Regions from separate parts of the Zea mays genome. Here region 1 is linked to region 2. A link is a contact called in public Hi-C data. All regions are on one chromosome and are shown on one strand. Each heading gives the region's core, a stretch centred on a gene start, on an enhancer-like site or on the middle of the called end of the contact. The rest is flanking DNA. Distances are from core to core; before and after follow the strand shown. Region 1 holds the start of LOC100381917 (putative protein kinase superfamily protein). Region 2 holds the start of LOC100383391.

Region 1 (7,719 bases), core at 3,621-6,120, 210 kb before region 2:
CCATCTGTCTCTGTCCGGCCGCCGGTTAATGCACTGCTTAACGTGCATGCATGACATGCAAACCATTACTTACCAGCAACGACTTCATTCATTCATTCATTCCTCTTGGGTTCCCATTAATCCCAGTCCCAACAGCACTGTCATTGTCGAAGGCTCTCTTTCCAATTTACTTGTTTTATTTCCTTTATTTTATATTTTCGTTCAATATAATTGTTAGCGCTTAGCAGTAAATATAAGCATCAACAGTTGTCCACCTATATCTCTACCTATTAATGGAGAGATATCAAGCTTCTTGGGTCTGTTCCCACCATCTACAAAACACGTATGCCTATTAATTTGATATATTCGTCTCAACCATTCCATGTTTTATTTGGTTTTGAAAATAAATATTTAGAATCCTAAATAAATTCAAAATAAAAAGGTTTGCAGCTATAAATAAAGTTTTATTTTATATATTTTTTGAGATATATGTCTTTTATTTGATAAAGTTTAAAATAGATAAGATAGAACGAAGAAGGGAAGAGAATTTAGTAGTCTCGGCTAGATCGGCTCCCCTGTCGGCAGTCATGACCATAATATTATTAGCAATTGGTTTATCACTATTGACTTTGGTTACGAACATTGATCGATCGATAAACATTATCATCACCGTTGGTTCTTAATCCACGGACAAGAGAGAGACAAAAGACTGAGTTGCGACGGGTCGTCGGAGCTAGCTGTCAGTTGCGACGTGATCGCGATCTATCGGCGTTGATCTATCACCCATAAGTGCGTGCCAACAAGCAGGGGTATAAGCGCCGCCGCATCTGCATCTGCATAGACTGCATCTGCATGCATGGTGCAGTGAGTCCAGGTCCAGGGCAGGGGCCACGCCTTCATTCCACCGAATCCGGTGCTCCTGTCGTGCCGGACAAAACCAGCTGCCGCGCCCGGCATCTCTCGTGCGCCACGACGTGCGCGCATGCATGTGTGGGGATTACGTACGTACGTACGTGCAGGCAGTCAGTGCCCCTTGTCTGCCCTCTCGACCACCCTGCACGCCTAGCCATGCATATTCGTGCATTGCATGCCGCGCCGCGCTGCTGGGGCTACCGGCGCCTGGGCGAATGAGTACGTATATGTATGTGGAATTATGGACATCTGCATGGAGGTCATGAGTCATTTGACTCATGACACACGCATACAACAAAGGCAGCAGCAGGGGCCTGAGCATGCAGCACAAGTACCGATACGGCGATACACCCAATGGTACATGATTGATCATACAACTGCGCTCCTGTTCATAGCCATTGCGATGCATGCTGTAAAACGAAGAAAGCTCATTAGAAAATACCGGCCGCGCCCCCCAATACTCCTAGAATGAATAGAATTCTAGCTCTCTATCGGTACTCAAACCATTTAAAAGCTTACCGGAATTACAGGGGAAAAAGATTACAAATATTTATGACGCAAAATAGGGGGGGGGGGGGGGGGGGGGGGGAACATATTTTACAATGGATCTGAAGACATTTATTTGCTATCATGAATGTAACTATTTATATAAACTTGGTAGAACTTAAAATGATTTAACTCAATGGCTATGCTAACATCTCGTTCTTCTCATGACGGAGGGACTAGGGAGTCTAAATTACCTGCTGCTGTCCCGTGACCGTGAGTGTATATATATTTATATGCAGAAAACGCACATCAAGTTCGGCAAGCATGAAAGCAAGCTCTGCCCCCAATGTCTGCCCATCCACGAGCACTCTACATCAAACCCCTCCCCGATCCCCCAATCGTGTGGCTTGTAGATTAGTACGTACGTGGCTAAAAGCGACGTTGTCATCGGTTTTACTAGTTGTCTTGTCGACTCTGACGCCGAACCAGTTGACATAAAACTAGCTAGGCGGCCTGTGCTGTGACTGTGAGTTGTGAGTGCCTATTCATTACATTACAGCATGACATAAAAACTCTCTTCTCCAACTGAAGTGCTGGTCGGTCGCTAGGCGCCAACGCGAAGCAATTTAGTACGTAAACCTTCGTCGATGGCGCAACGCTTGGACAAGCTCAGAGTAGATCGCCTAGTTTATCCCCATTATTGTCTGATGCTGGCGATCTTTGTCGCCAGCGTTTTCAGATCAGATATGCTAGCTGTGCGCGCGCGCTCAGTGTTCTTGGTCCTCAGAAACCATGCATATACAGAGGTAGTATAGAACAGTTCAGGTATAAATTTCCCGATGGAGTCAAACTTCTGTTTTCACCGTTATTTCAACTCAGCAAATGAGTCATATGCTTCAACTGAAGCACAATAAGGCTTCTTTACGATATATAGCACCTGAAATACATATTGTATGAGTCATATACTCCCCCGTTCCAAAATAGTAGTAGTCGTTTTAGCTCTTAGTTTTTATGTCTATACTCAATGCAAATGGACGAATATGAACATAGACACATATATAAAACACATGCATCAAATATTGTATGATTTCATTAATTATCTAAAATGAATTTAATTTGGAACAGAGGGAGTACTTGCATTGAAGTATCAAGTATCTCGAATTTGGGACAGAAATGAAGAAGTGGCAAGCAGACCTACTCAAGTTCTGATGCGAAACAGCTAGCCATCAGTTACGTTAGCCATCGCTCAGGAAGACACATGCATCGACCTGCATTGTGCGCGCGTACTGCATACACCCACTAAAAGCATGGAGGCAGCCGGCAGCTCAACATCTACGGATGAATTGAGCACGTACAAATGTAGAGGAGTGGCGTACGTACGCGTTCGTACATGGTCCAAGATTCAGAGATGGAGGTGAATCCCAAGATTCAGAGATGGAAGCGAATTCCAAGATTCAGAGATGGGAGTGAATTCGTGGTCCAACAGAGTTTATTAGTACAGTACTCTCTCGGTTCCAAACTATAAATACGTTTTGGTATCATATACATTGTTTTTTTTTCGATGAATCTAAACATGTAACCGTACTAAAGATTCAGTTCAGGGGCATGTAACCGTACTAAGGAGTCTAGGACTGATGCTCTTTCCTTTCTGAACATGTAACCGTACTAAGGAGTCTAGGACCAACTGCAGTTCAGGGGCATGTTTGGTTCCCGAATAAAGTTTCAGTCCATGTCACCTCGGATCTTTCATGCTAATTGTGTGTGTTAATCTGTGGCATAATTCGTCAGTACGAAATCATATGCAGACATACATGCATGGTATGCACAAGGAATTCATATTCGTGCATCAGTGCCTGACACCTTCAGTAGTTCAGTTACGGTTACAGTATACAGTAAAAACTGACGAGAGACTTGAAACCACAAGTCTCATCTGTCGAGTGTCGAATCATCGACTGTATCTTGGTTAACTAACAAAAGCCCCTCTCTGTTCACACATAGTGATCGATCTTAGAGGGCGCAGAACGAAAACAACAGGGAGCACAAATCTCGAGCGACAACAACGGAACAACCGACGTCAGAACTCCGGCAAGAGCTCTTCCTCGGGCGAGTGCTCCGCCGGCGACGGCACAACCAGTGTCAGAACTCCGGCAAGAGCTCTTCCTCGGGCGAGTACTCCGCTGGCGACAGCGGAGGCTGGTGAAGCCTATCGAAGTACTCCACCACGCTGAATCCCTCGCAGGAGACAGTGTCATCGGCCGGCGCGGGAATGTAGGGCGGCCGGGACACCTCCCCGAGCAGGTCCCACGCCACCCCGGCGAAGAACGGGTGCGCCCGGACCTCGTCGGCGCCGCCGGCGAAACCCAGCCTCCGCGCAGGGTCCTTCTCCAGCAGCCTCGCGATGAGGTCCGTCAGCTCCGGCCACCGCCGCCGCGCGTCCGCCGTGAACTCCGGCTCCCGGAGCAGCACGTTCCGGAACGTCTCCTTCCGGCCCCGGCCCCGGAACGGCGTCCGCCCGTGGGACATCTCGTAGACGAGCACCCCGAGCGCCCACCAGTCGACCGCGAACTCGTGCCCGTCGCCGCGCACCACCTCCGGCGCAACGTACTCCTCGGTGCCCACGAACGAGAACGACCGCTCCCCCGCTGCTGCGGCGGAGCAGAAGCTCGAGAGCTTCTTGCCGCGGTCCATCGGCGACACCCTGGCCGACTTCGCCTTCTTGATCTGGTCGGCGCCGCCGTCGATTCTTTTGCTCAGGTACCAGGCGAGGTTGCGCGGTTCCTCCTGTCCGGAGGTTGACGCGGTCACCGCGGACTCGCTTCTCTTGAAGATGTTCTTCACGTGGCGGTGCTGGCTCCGGCCGTGGCTCTGGGCCTGTGGCGGCGGAGACGATGTCGCCGAGCACGACGAGGAGGTGGACGTGGATGCGGCGGAGGGGGACCTGGGCGGGAGCTGCCGCGAGAGGTCGAAGTCGGTCAGCGTGACGTGGCCGTCGGCGCGGAGGAGCACGTTCTCGGGCTTGAGGTCGCGGTACGCGATCCCGGCGGCGTGGAGCTCGGCGAGCGCGGACACCACCTCGGCGACGTAGAACCGGATGGCCGCGGGGGAGAACACGCGGTCGGGCTGCGCGTGGCGGAGCTCGTTCAGGTCCCCGCCGGGGCAGTAGGGCAGTGCCCACGCCAGCAGGTCGGGCGTCTCGGCGCAGCCGAGCAGGGACGGCAGGTGCGGGTGCGCGAGCCTGGACAGCACGGACACCTCCCACCGCGCGCGCCGCGCCGCGTCGGTGCCCGCGGACGGCCTGGACGCTACCGCGGGGGAGCGCTTGTCGAAGACCTTGAGCGCGTAGGCCTCCCCGCCGGCGCCGTTCACGGCGAGGAAGACCGTGCCCATGGCGCCGCGGCCCAGCACGCGCACCGCGCGCACGGCGTGCAGGTCGATCTCCATGAGTGGCGCCAGTGGCATGAGCGTGCGTGATCGCGCGGGCCGTGTCGTGGCGTGTCGCGCTTGTTGCCAAGGGCGGGCGGGGACTTGGAGCGCCGTGGCGATATAAAGAAAGAGAAGCGAGTAGGGGCCGGCTCGTCATAAGGTGGCAGCTTAACTGGTTCGCTTGTCTTATCTCGTCTTCCCTGCAAAAGAAAACAAATCAAGTGGCGTTGCCACAATGCCACTTTGAGCAGAATTATATGGTTGCTTCCGGCACGGATTTGGCGTTTCTTTCTTTCCATCAGCTCACCAGTTTTATCCAAAGCATTTTTATTTATTTCCGCCACTTAGTTTGGTTTTGTAATCTATATCTATACTACCTATTAAGACTCTAAGGGGTAGGCTGCCTCATTCCTGGTTCTGCCATTCCCATTCCGAACTCTTGTGTGTTTTCATTCCCATTCCCATGCGCCCTGTGTGTTTTCATTCCCATTCCCAACTGTGTCATGACCCGTTTCCCATTCCCAATTGTGTCCCTCCCCGCACTGTCTTTCTCGTTTCCTCTCCCCGCAAAGCTCATTCCCATTCCCACGTGCATCCCACGCCTAGCTAAAATTAAATTAAAAAAACACAAATGTGGCCCTAATGGGATTCGAACCCGCGACCTCTCAAGTAAATGTGCTCGTAGCTACCACTACACCACATGTGTGTTTATGTTAATATTTGTTACAGTAAAAATATCTACTACATCTCTCCCAAAGCCCACCTGCTACCCTTACACAATGTGTATTAGTAGGTAATTATCAACGAGATTCCCGAATTATATTTTTGGATGGAGAGAGTAGTATTTAAAGAAGAGTCTTGCATGCAACTTCTTTTGTTTGAATAAGTTTTCAACTTAAATTCCTTTTTTATATGTGTGACATTTATTCTCCGTAATATTTTATCCATGGATCTGACTTGTGAGTTATTTTTATAAACTAACGCCAAAGATGAATCCATGTTTCTTACTTGGAAACCCCGAACAAACACCACTGGCAGGAGGCGCTCGTGTTGGCGTCGCTCATCGACGATGAGAAGAAGCTTGGCAACTGCCAATTCGACCTCTGGAAGCAGTCCTACTTGGCCGCATGCGTCGCTATGTTCGGCAAGCTCCGGCGCAGCCGTCGCTTGGACGCGGTCCAGAGCGGCTACACCGCTGTCCATATTCAAACGAGGGACCTCATAGTCGTTGCCAACGCCGGCGACTCTCGGGTTGTTCTGGGCACCGCATCCGACGACGGCGCCGTCACGCCATCTAGCTCATCATCCACCTGAAGCTCAACCGGCCACGTAAGTCGCTACTGACCGGCCATAAATTCTTGTGCGCTGGGACGACGGTTGTTGTTGATGTTGTGTGAGTGTCCTCGAACAAGATGTATGTAGAGGAGTAGCACATCTGGAGGTGCAACGACTAGGTATACTACCTCGCTGATGAGCCCGGGGTGCACTTCGTTTAGCAGCCCAGCCAAAAGTCATCGGTACTCGCCATGTCACGCGCGTTCGACGACTACTATATCAAAGATTGTGACGTCATCTTAGCGACAGAGATGACGCAGAGGAGGACCGACAACAATGATCACTTGCCATCGCCGAGGTAGCTTTTGTGCTGGCCTGCCTTTAATTCTCTTCGCAAACGCACACACTTGCCTTTTTATTTAAGCAAACATGTATGGTTGTGCGTGCCTGATGACTGACGATGTACGAGGGAACTTCTACCGATAGGTGTGGCACGTGCTCTCCAATGATGAGACCATGCAAATCATGGTATATATCGAAGTCTGTATGATACTGATGGTTGTAATGTAGTAGTGAAACAGTTAAATTAAAATAACAAACTTTATATATGACTAGGATCACAAATGAATTATGAAACATTTTCTTATAACAATATAAGACACATTATATATATAAGTTATCATGGTATTGTGTGTTTCCGTTGCAACGCACGGGGCACTCATCTAGTAAAAATAAACGAAGGGAGTACCTTTTTCTGTCCTAAACTACAACTTCATTTTATAAAAATAAAATAATTAACGCAGGTACATAAAAAGTTTAAACAAATATGTTATCAAGAAACAGTTTATATTTAAAACTAATCTGACGTTATAGATATAAGCTTACATAATTTAGGACGCGGGGAACAATTTAATAATCACATCGAGTAATTACCACCAGAATATATATATATCCGTTGTGTGGATGAAAAGAGACTGTGACAACCCTTGGATGGTTGACCTTTTTATTTTGAGCTTGGATCATAAAGCATCACACCAAGAAGGATGTATGTTCTGTTCATCAAAACTTCCAGAGCGGCTTCCATGCTAAATTTAGGAGAAACTTTGTCAAGCAGTTTTTCTTGCTAAGAAGCGATATTGTGCTGATTCTGCGAGGTGATTCTCTAAAATAAACTGCGGAAATATGAGTGAAACGATCATGGAGTATCCTGGACCGGTTATTCGGTTGCTTTGATAGTACTACTGGAGTTTTTTTAATCGAACAAGAGAGGGTGAGTGAGAGAGATCATTGGGCGTGGAGCTCGAGGCGAGAAAGTGCAAGTTGCGCTCTACACGTGTGGACAGTAGCGGGAATCATGTGGAAATTCTTTTCCGGGATCGGTCCAATTCAAAAGACAAGAAAAATATGATTAGTCACCAATCATGCGATGCAACGGGACGGCCATAAGCGTTACTCCTGTTAGCATAAACGGCAAGAATGATCAACCAATAAATCACATAATACGACACACAAATTTACGTGAAAATCCCTTTGATGCGAAGAGAAAAATCGCGGGTACCAGTCAGGCGAAACCTTCATTATATGTGAAGTGTTTACATAAAACCGTCAGTAGACAGCGGCTTACAAGAGGAGTAAAAAGATGAC
Region 2 (7,581 bases), core at 4,516-7,015:
TGAGAACGTGAATAGCAGAAAACCAAGATGGAATGGGAATGACAGAAACAGGAATAGGGCAGCCTACCCCTTAGAGTCTTAATAGGTAGTGTGTGTATATATATATATATATATATATATATATATATATATATATATATATATATATATATATATATATATATATATATATATATATATATATATATATATATATATATACTCCTACTAATAAAGGGACAACCACCATGAGATTACAGGGGCCATCCCAATTCTCAACGCGCTACAAACTAGTAGAGCAGTTTGTCTATTACACCTAGAAACTACATAGGCTTATAATAGATGGTTTTTTTAGAATAACATTTTGTCCGATTATACGGTTTGTTTTCTTCATCTAACTATCGTATCTTTAGAGGCTCCAACGACAGGGGGATATACGAGGGATTAGGGATGACAATGGGTCGGATTCGAATTGGATAGAGTAAATACTCGCCTGCGACTATACCCGTGGGGATTATCTATATCCGCCCATGATTATACTCATGGGTAAAATTTTGTACCCGTGTCCGTACCCATCGGGTATCGGGCGGATATCGGGTAACCGTCGGGTATACCAGCTTGGTGCATTCTCCCTAAATAAAGTCTAGTGCAGTTCTTAGTGTCGCACATCGCCATGATCACCAGAGCCACATAATGTTGTTGCACAGTGCAGTCGTGCAGATATAGCTCTGAACATGTGTTGCTAATGTTTATTTTGTTAATAAACTTTCAAAGTCGTCAAGATTGGAGAGTAGCTAGCACAATCGTCTGGTGTATTAACACTCTCCTAGCTCAAGTACATATACTAGATAGCACTGATACTACGTACTGGCTCTTTATCAAACATACTGGCACTAGTACTAGAACCAGATCAAAAGCATCAGCAGACAGGGAGGGATGGCAATAGGATGAGCTGTCGAGGATGGACGGCTAGCTAGCGTACTGGTAGGTTGAAAATCTAAAATCACTATTTTCGGATATCCGTCGGGTACCCGCAGGTAAGGAATCAAATCCGTATCCAACCCGTATTAAAATCGGGTCGGGTACGGGTAAGACCCGTGGGTCAAATTTCGTGCCCGAACCCGTACCCGATGGGTCGGATATCCGACAGATATCCAAACTCACGGGTAAAATTGCTATCCCTACGAGGGATCGGCTTGATCGGACTGCTTGTGGACTGCTTAACTGTGGTTGTGGTCGGCAGCTCCAATTTCTCCACTACTGGGTTGGTTGTACCCATCCTCATGAGGTCGGTGTGTCCAGCACCTTAGGGTCAGCATAAGGTCTTCTACAAAAAGACCAAACCAGCCCCCCAATAAGTACAACTCGTTGTTGGCGGCCGATTTGGACGTCAATCACTGCGATGAGAATCGATGGCAGTGCTCTTTGTGGAGATGCGGACGGTCCGCGACCTGGCGCAGGGGGCTAGGTTCCTGCCTAATGAGTCGGATGGTCCGCGCGTGTGGAGAGACAACGGAGTTCATCGACGGCGTCTGAATCTCGCTCCCGGGAGGGACCCCATTGGAGAGAGAGATTCAGGCTTTGTCTTAGAATCGGCAAGCCACCCAAGATACCCGACGCCTCTAATCAACTAGACCCAGAGAGAGAGATAAAATTTAGAAAGAGGGATCTAATTTAGTGTCTACTCTTAGGATAAAATATAAAGAACTAAATTTATATTGATTGATTGATCAATTTTGGGTTTTAATCGACCGTATAAAGAGGAGATTTAGACCCGTTACAAGCCAATTATCGAGTTAATCCTGCATAACAAATCCCGCATGCATGTTCTGCGTACCGAAGCCAGTCACGCGCAGGCAGGACACCCGATCTAGACGGAGACCGTCATCAGGATTCAGGACCGCCGATTCATGCATGCATGTTCTGCGTCGCCGGGAATACCGATCGTTCCGTGTGTGCCTTGCCTTGCCTCCACGCTGAGGCAGCGCGTGCTTTCACCGTCGTCGGCGGCGTGCAGGTGCAGAGGATGGATCGGAACAGAAAGCACCGCACCGGCCCACCAGAACAATAGCTCCGTTCGCGCGACCGGCGGCCCGGAGATTATGCGAGCGAATGGCACAAGGCAGAGCGCCGATCGATCGGCATGGGCCGGGGGCTCTGGCAGCGCAACATAGGAGTTAGGACATGTTTTGTTACATATCTAAACTGCCAGAAATTGTCATATATTTTGTCCCTTAGTTTGTTACCTCACTTCTCATAATTTATCACCTCTAAAGTTAATCTGGTTTGACCGACTTAGTCAAGTATTTGGTTTGTATAGCCACAGTTCGGACAAGATTTTTCTTCTACCATATTAGTCCCACTCGTCAATTACTTATAAAAGTGTGCCAAAATTTTCATAGGCATGTCAAGGTGTGACGGAGAATTTAAATGCCCAACCTTAGAAAAAGATGATATACGCCCCAATTTCTGATAGTTCAACAACCATATTTGTTAACATATGCCTAAAAAGTAATCATAATTTATGAGAATACTAATAGGCCTTTAGAGTAAAAAAGCATGTTAGTAAGGGTCTTAAGAAGGGACTGACGTGCTAGATAAGATCATGCAAGGTGTCGCCACCGCTTTTCCTAGGGTTGTAGGCATAAAAATGGCATAGATGCTGCGCGCGGTGTTAACACACTAAGGATGCGTTTGGTTTGACTTTTGGCTTTGGTTTTTGCCCTCTAAAAACCTAAAGCTAAACCAAAGGAATAGATCCAGTAAGTAGTTTTTTTTAAAAGCCGACTTTCTCGCAGTGCAAAATTAAAAGCACATCTGAACCAGTTTTTAGTGGATTTTGGATGAAAACTGTGAAAATATAAATAGAAGAATTTTCAGCGGCTTTAAGTGGTTTTCATCAAATGATTTTTAGCTTTTTAACAACTTATTGCCGTGGACATCAACAACTTTTTTTATAGCCATAACCCAACCTAATCAGATCTAATGGTGTAGTGTTTTATCCCCTCACGTGTGCTGTGTGCATATCTTGAAGACGGCAGAACACAAGAGTACTCTCTGTACGGTCGTCAGCTTTGTATGTGGACTTCACTTGGCAAATGGATAAGATTACTCTGCTGACTGTTAACTTGTTAAGCAGGATAACGTTCATGCTATTTCTGAATAATCAAAGCTGAGACGGAAAGGTTCCAATTGAAAAAAGGCATGGTTTGGAATGTACGGCAATGCAGGTCAGGGAGATAAGCTATAAATCTCATGTTTACATATGAAATCATTTGCGTACAAATCTCTCTTCTAACTCGGACCTGAAGCAAGGAATACGATCAACACAATACAACCTCATTTTCTTCCTGAGGCAACGAATTTGACAAACTGTACAGCCTGAACGTTCTACAACTGCTACTAGACTAACGTCCAAGTTCCTACATTTTCGAATCCATGCCAAAAACCAGAGAACCTGCATAACACAGAAGATAAGAAATCAGCAACAAAGCTTCTCTACCGACCGAGTCTGCTATGATCGCGCAGTGCAGGAATTTGCAGGTTTTATGTACTTTACCTAGAGTTGGCAGTAGTATCGTGAGAGCTGCAACGCCGACGAGTTTGATTGGCATGCCAGTGACCACCATGTCCCTGATGGTGATGTACCCGGTGCCGAACCCGACGACGTTCCCCGGCGTCGCGGTGGGCAGCAGGAACGACAGCTGCGCGCCGACGGTGCCGGGGACCATGAGAAGCAGCGGGTGCACGCCGATGGACTTGCCCAGCTCGGCGAGCAGCGGCAGCACCAGCGTGGTGGTGGCGTCGTCGGAGGTGAACTCCGTGATGAGGCCGCTGAAGACGCAGGCCACGGGCGCGATGGCCAGCGCCGGCGCGCCCTTCAGGAAACCCAGCCCCGAGGAGAGGATGTCCGTGAGGCCGCTCGACCTGAACCCGTCGGCGATGGCGAAGCCCGCGCCCAGGAGCAGGATGATGTGCCACTGCAGCTTCCGGCACTTGCCCCAGTCCATGAGCTTCTCGCCGCCGCTCTTGCCGCTCGGGATGATGAACAGCAGCGTCGTCATCATGATCTAGGTATAGAATGCTGTCCCGTGAGGCCCACGCGGCGAATCGTCGCTGAGAAATGGTCCGAGGACCGAGGGTGCGGGTTTTTGTGTACTTACAGTGACGGTTCCGTCCCCGACTCTGCCGTCGAAGAGGACCGCCCACCCAGGGATGTCGTCCGTCAGGCTCCTGGTCATCCATAGGACGATGAGAGCCTGCAAGAATTGGCCAGTGATCGTTTGAGACTCATGCTATCCAAAACCTGAACTGCCACAGAAACCACGAGCGCGACCTACCCCGAAAACGGCCAAAACCATCTTCTCTGCAAACGCCATTGGACCTGTCACAAATCAAGATGGAGACCCCATCAGAGAACTGAAATAAACGACCAGCACTAGACGTTTGTGCTTCAGAATAACTGTCAAAGGAAGCACTTTCATGCCATTGTGAAGTTCATTTTCTAATATTCCAGAGACCGCCGCCAGAAGGAGGGAAAAAAAGAAACCTACCCATCAAGCTGAGCTCTCTTCTGAGGTCATTCCTGTCGAGGTAAGCGGAGAGCACCCTCCCCGTGTTCTTGGTGCAGTACCTGAGGCAGAGCGTGACCCAGAGCGCCGCGAACAGGACGAGCGTCATGGGGAGGCCGAAGCACATCCAGGAGCTGAAGGTGATGGGGCGCTGCTCCGGGAAGTAGGTGGACCACATCCCCACCAGGATGATGTTGGCGCCCGTGCCCGTCAGCGTGGCCATCCCGCCGATGGTGGACGCGTACATGATGCCGAGCACCAGCGCCTTGGAGAACCGCTGGAGCTCCCGGGCGTCGGCCCCGCCCTCCAGCTGCTGGTCGCGCGGGAACCGCTGCAGGATCCCCGTCGCCACCTGGATCATCATGACGGTGCACGGCGTGTTGTGGATCCACATGCTGATGAACACGGTCGTGCCGCAGATGCCGAGGAGCAGCAGGTGCGGCTTCACCGGGTCACCGCAGAACAGGGACGTGATCTGCGTTCGCGTCGGAACGAGCTACACAACGTTAGTCTTTTTGTTTTGTTTTCTTGTGCCTTTTGTGTTTTTGGCCGCGTTCGAAACTTCGGTGGCGGCGCGTGCGCGGGCACGTAACATACGTACGTTGAGGGCAAGGCGGCGGTGGATGCCGTAGTGCTCGATGGCGAGCGCGAGGATGAAGCTCCCGAGGACGAGGGAGATGACGTCGTCCATGTAGGCCTTGGCGACGGCGTCGGCGGAGGATACGCCGAACGCGGGGAAGAGGAACAGCGGCGCCATGGACGCGACGCCGAGCGGCACGGCGTCCGTGATCCACCACAGGAACACCCACGCCAGCACCCCGAGCATGTTGCGCGCCGCCGGGTGGCCGCCGAAGTCTCCCAGCGCGCAGATCACCGCGCACGCCAGCGGGCCCGACGCGACGGCCAGGTACTTGTTGGTGGTGAGCAGGGACCCGAGCCCGGAGCAAGAGCAGCGTCCCGCAGGCCTGTCGTCGTGCACGGGCAGCAGCGGCCTCGTCACGTCCTCCGTCGAGCTCTCCCAGCATGCGCGTCGCGGATCCATGGCACGACAGAACTCGTCGGAAACCAGCCGTGCCCGTTCGATTGCTTGCTTTGTTGAGGTCTTGAGGAGTGAGGTTTGCTGGCTGCTTCTATAGGCGCGGGAAACTGGGAGAACACACAAACACGGCTGCCACGGTAATAACGAAAAGTAATACTACACGGCAGTGAGTTGCGTTCATCCCGTGCATGTACACGTAGGCACAATGGCTATATATACCCGAGAAGTTTCTAAAAAAAACTCAGATGCAGGTCCAACCGTGCAAGCGTCCCAGTGGAACGTTCCAACCCTGACGCGTCATCGACGTGCCATGTCAGATATTAAGATAGTGTTTGAATGCACCGTAGCTAATAGCTAGACCCTGTTTAGATTTTATAGAGCTAATAGTTAGCTAGCTAATAAATTATTATATGGTTAAGTCAGCTAATGAACTAATTTTTTGGTGTGAAGTAGCTAACAATTAGCTGATAGTGTTTAGAATCCAATAACTAATTTTTAATAGCTAACTATTAATTTTAGAGGTTTCAAACTAGACCTTAGTTGGCTAAAAAATTGCTAGTGGAATTAGCTAGCTAACTATTAACTAATTTACTAAAAAATAACTAATAGCTGATCTATTAGCTAGGATTTTTAGATGTATCTATCAAAATTTAGCAGCTAATTATTAGCTATATTTCATTCAAACACCCTCTAAGTAATATTCTCTCTGCTCTTTTTTATTTGTGACGGTTTAGTTCGAAAATGAACTAGCGGACTACAAATATTTGAGAACGGAGTTAGTACCCAACTGAGGTCAGACTCTATTTGCAATTATGCATGATCTGATCTCTCTGTTTTTTCTCATCGGGCACCAGGCACCGGATAATATGTTAGCGAGAGCGGCGCGGTGCCAAGTTGGCGTCCAGATAAGCACGGTCCCTGGCCCAGAAACCGGATAAGACATGCGGTCGGCCCGTCGATGCCGACGCAATGACGCATATCCGCTCGCATCGCATGGCCTCCCTCGCCTGGCGCCCCCGCCTGATCCAGCCCTTGCCGGACTGAAGAGGCGGCAGCGGTTGGTGCACGGGGCGACCTGCCCGCGCGCGGCCTCACAGCGACAAGCCTTCACCTGCACCTGCAGGCCGCCGCGACAGGTCGGCCGACGGCCGGCATTTCCCCGACCCGGACACGTACTTTTTTCCACGGACGGGACGACGCGCGCCATACTATCCAACGCACGCGACGACGTGGCGGGGCGGCGTCGTGCTGTTCGTGGACCGACGGGCGCGGCGGGGCGGTGGAACATGCAAGGTTTCGTTTTGATGCGGTGCGTCATGCATGTGCGGCCCGGCCCGGACCCGGTCTGGTCGAACAGGTGCATGTGCATTCTCTGCCTGTTCCAACGGGCTTGACACGATGGCCTGGCCGATGTCAAGACCCATGCCCTGGGGCGCGACGACGAACTCGTTGCATGGCCCGGGACATCAGTATGTTTCTTGGTCGTTGCCGCTGGGGGGCAGTCAGTCTTGCGTTACACCTGGGTTGCTTGCGACTTGCGATCGAGCGTGTTTTTTCCAGTTGCGTGGCTCAGGTATTCTTGTTGCACTTGCACATGCATGCCGTCAGGCGCCGCGCCACCAAGCAAGAGTCGTGTCGCGTCACGGCACACAGATACTGACATGGAAATGTCATCGACGCTTCGGTGTACGTTACAGGCAGGCCTGACTTTGTCCGGCAATCCGTAATTAACTTGTGGCAGCAGGCGCATGCACACGCGACACGCCGCGAGCTGCAGGTTGTTTCCATCTGGCCAGCCAACATGGTTGCTTGCCTACTGCATGACGTCAAAATGCTGAATGAGGCCTGGCCTCCGCTGGTTCTCTTTCGGATGATCCATCGCTCCTTCTCCTTGGTGCTCGACACTTGTGAGGATCCAACGCCATGCATTAGTATACTGCAAGAAAGTTCCCAACTCTCTTGCGCCCATTTTCATGGTACCAAATATTCCCG

Evidence for each region. A called contact is a pair of places that touch in the nucleus more often than the background predicts.
Region 1: a Hi-C map of ear shows a contact between it and region 2, with 2.2 times the contacts expected there. The contact joins the promoter of LOC100381917 here to the promoter of LOC100383391 in region 2. A contact is called at or near these places in 2 of 25 Hi-C or Micro-C datasets (bundle sheath and ear).

The regions. Positions count from the first base shown.
Region 1 is chr7:138,087,060-138,094,778 of Zm-B73-REFERENCE-NAM-5.0, reverse strand. LOC100381917 (putative protein kinase superfamily protein) reads right to left here and starts at 4,870. Exons shown (of 1, transcript NM_001174694.1): 1 at 3,198-4,870. The coding sequence starts at 4,836. The coding sequence ends at 3,514.
Region 2 is chr7:137,874,510-137,882,090 of Zm-B73-REFERENCE-NAM-5.0, reverse strand. It overlaps LOC100383391, which reads right to left and starts at 5,765. Exons shown (of 6, transcript NM_001176046.1): 1 at 5,152-5,765; 2 at 4,533-5,025; 3 at 4,320-4,363; 4 at 4,143-4,238; 5 at 3,539-4,049; 6 at 3,198-3,436. The coding sequence starts at 5,592. The coding sequence ends at 3,402.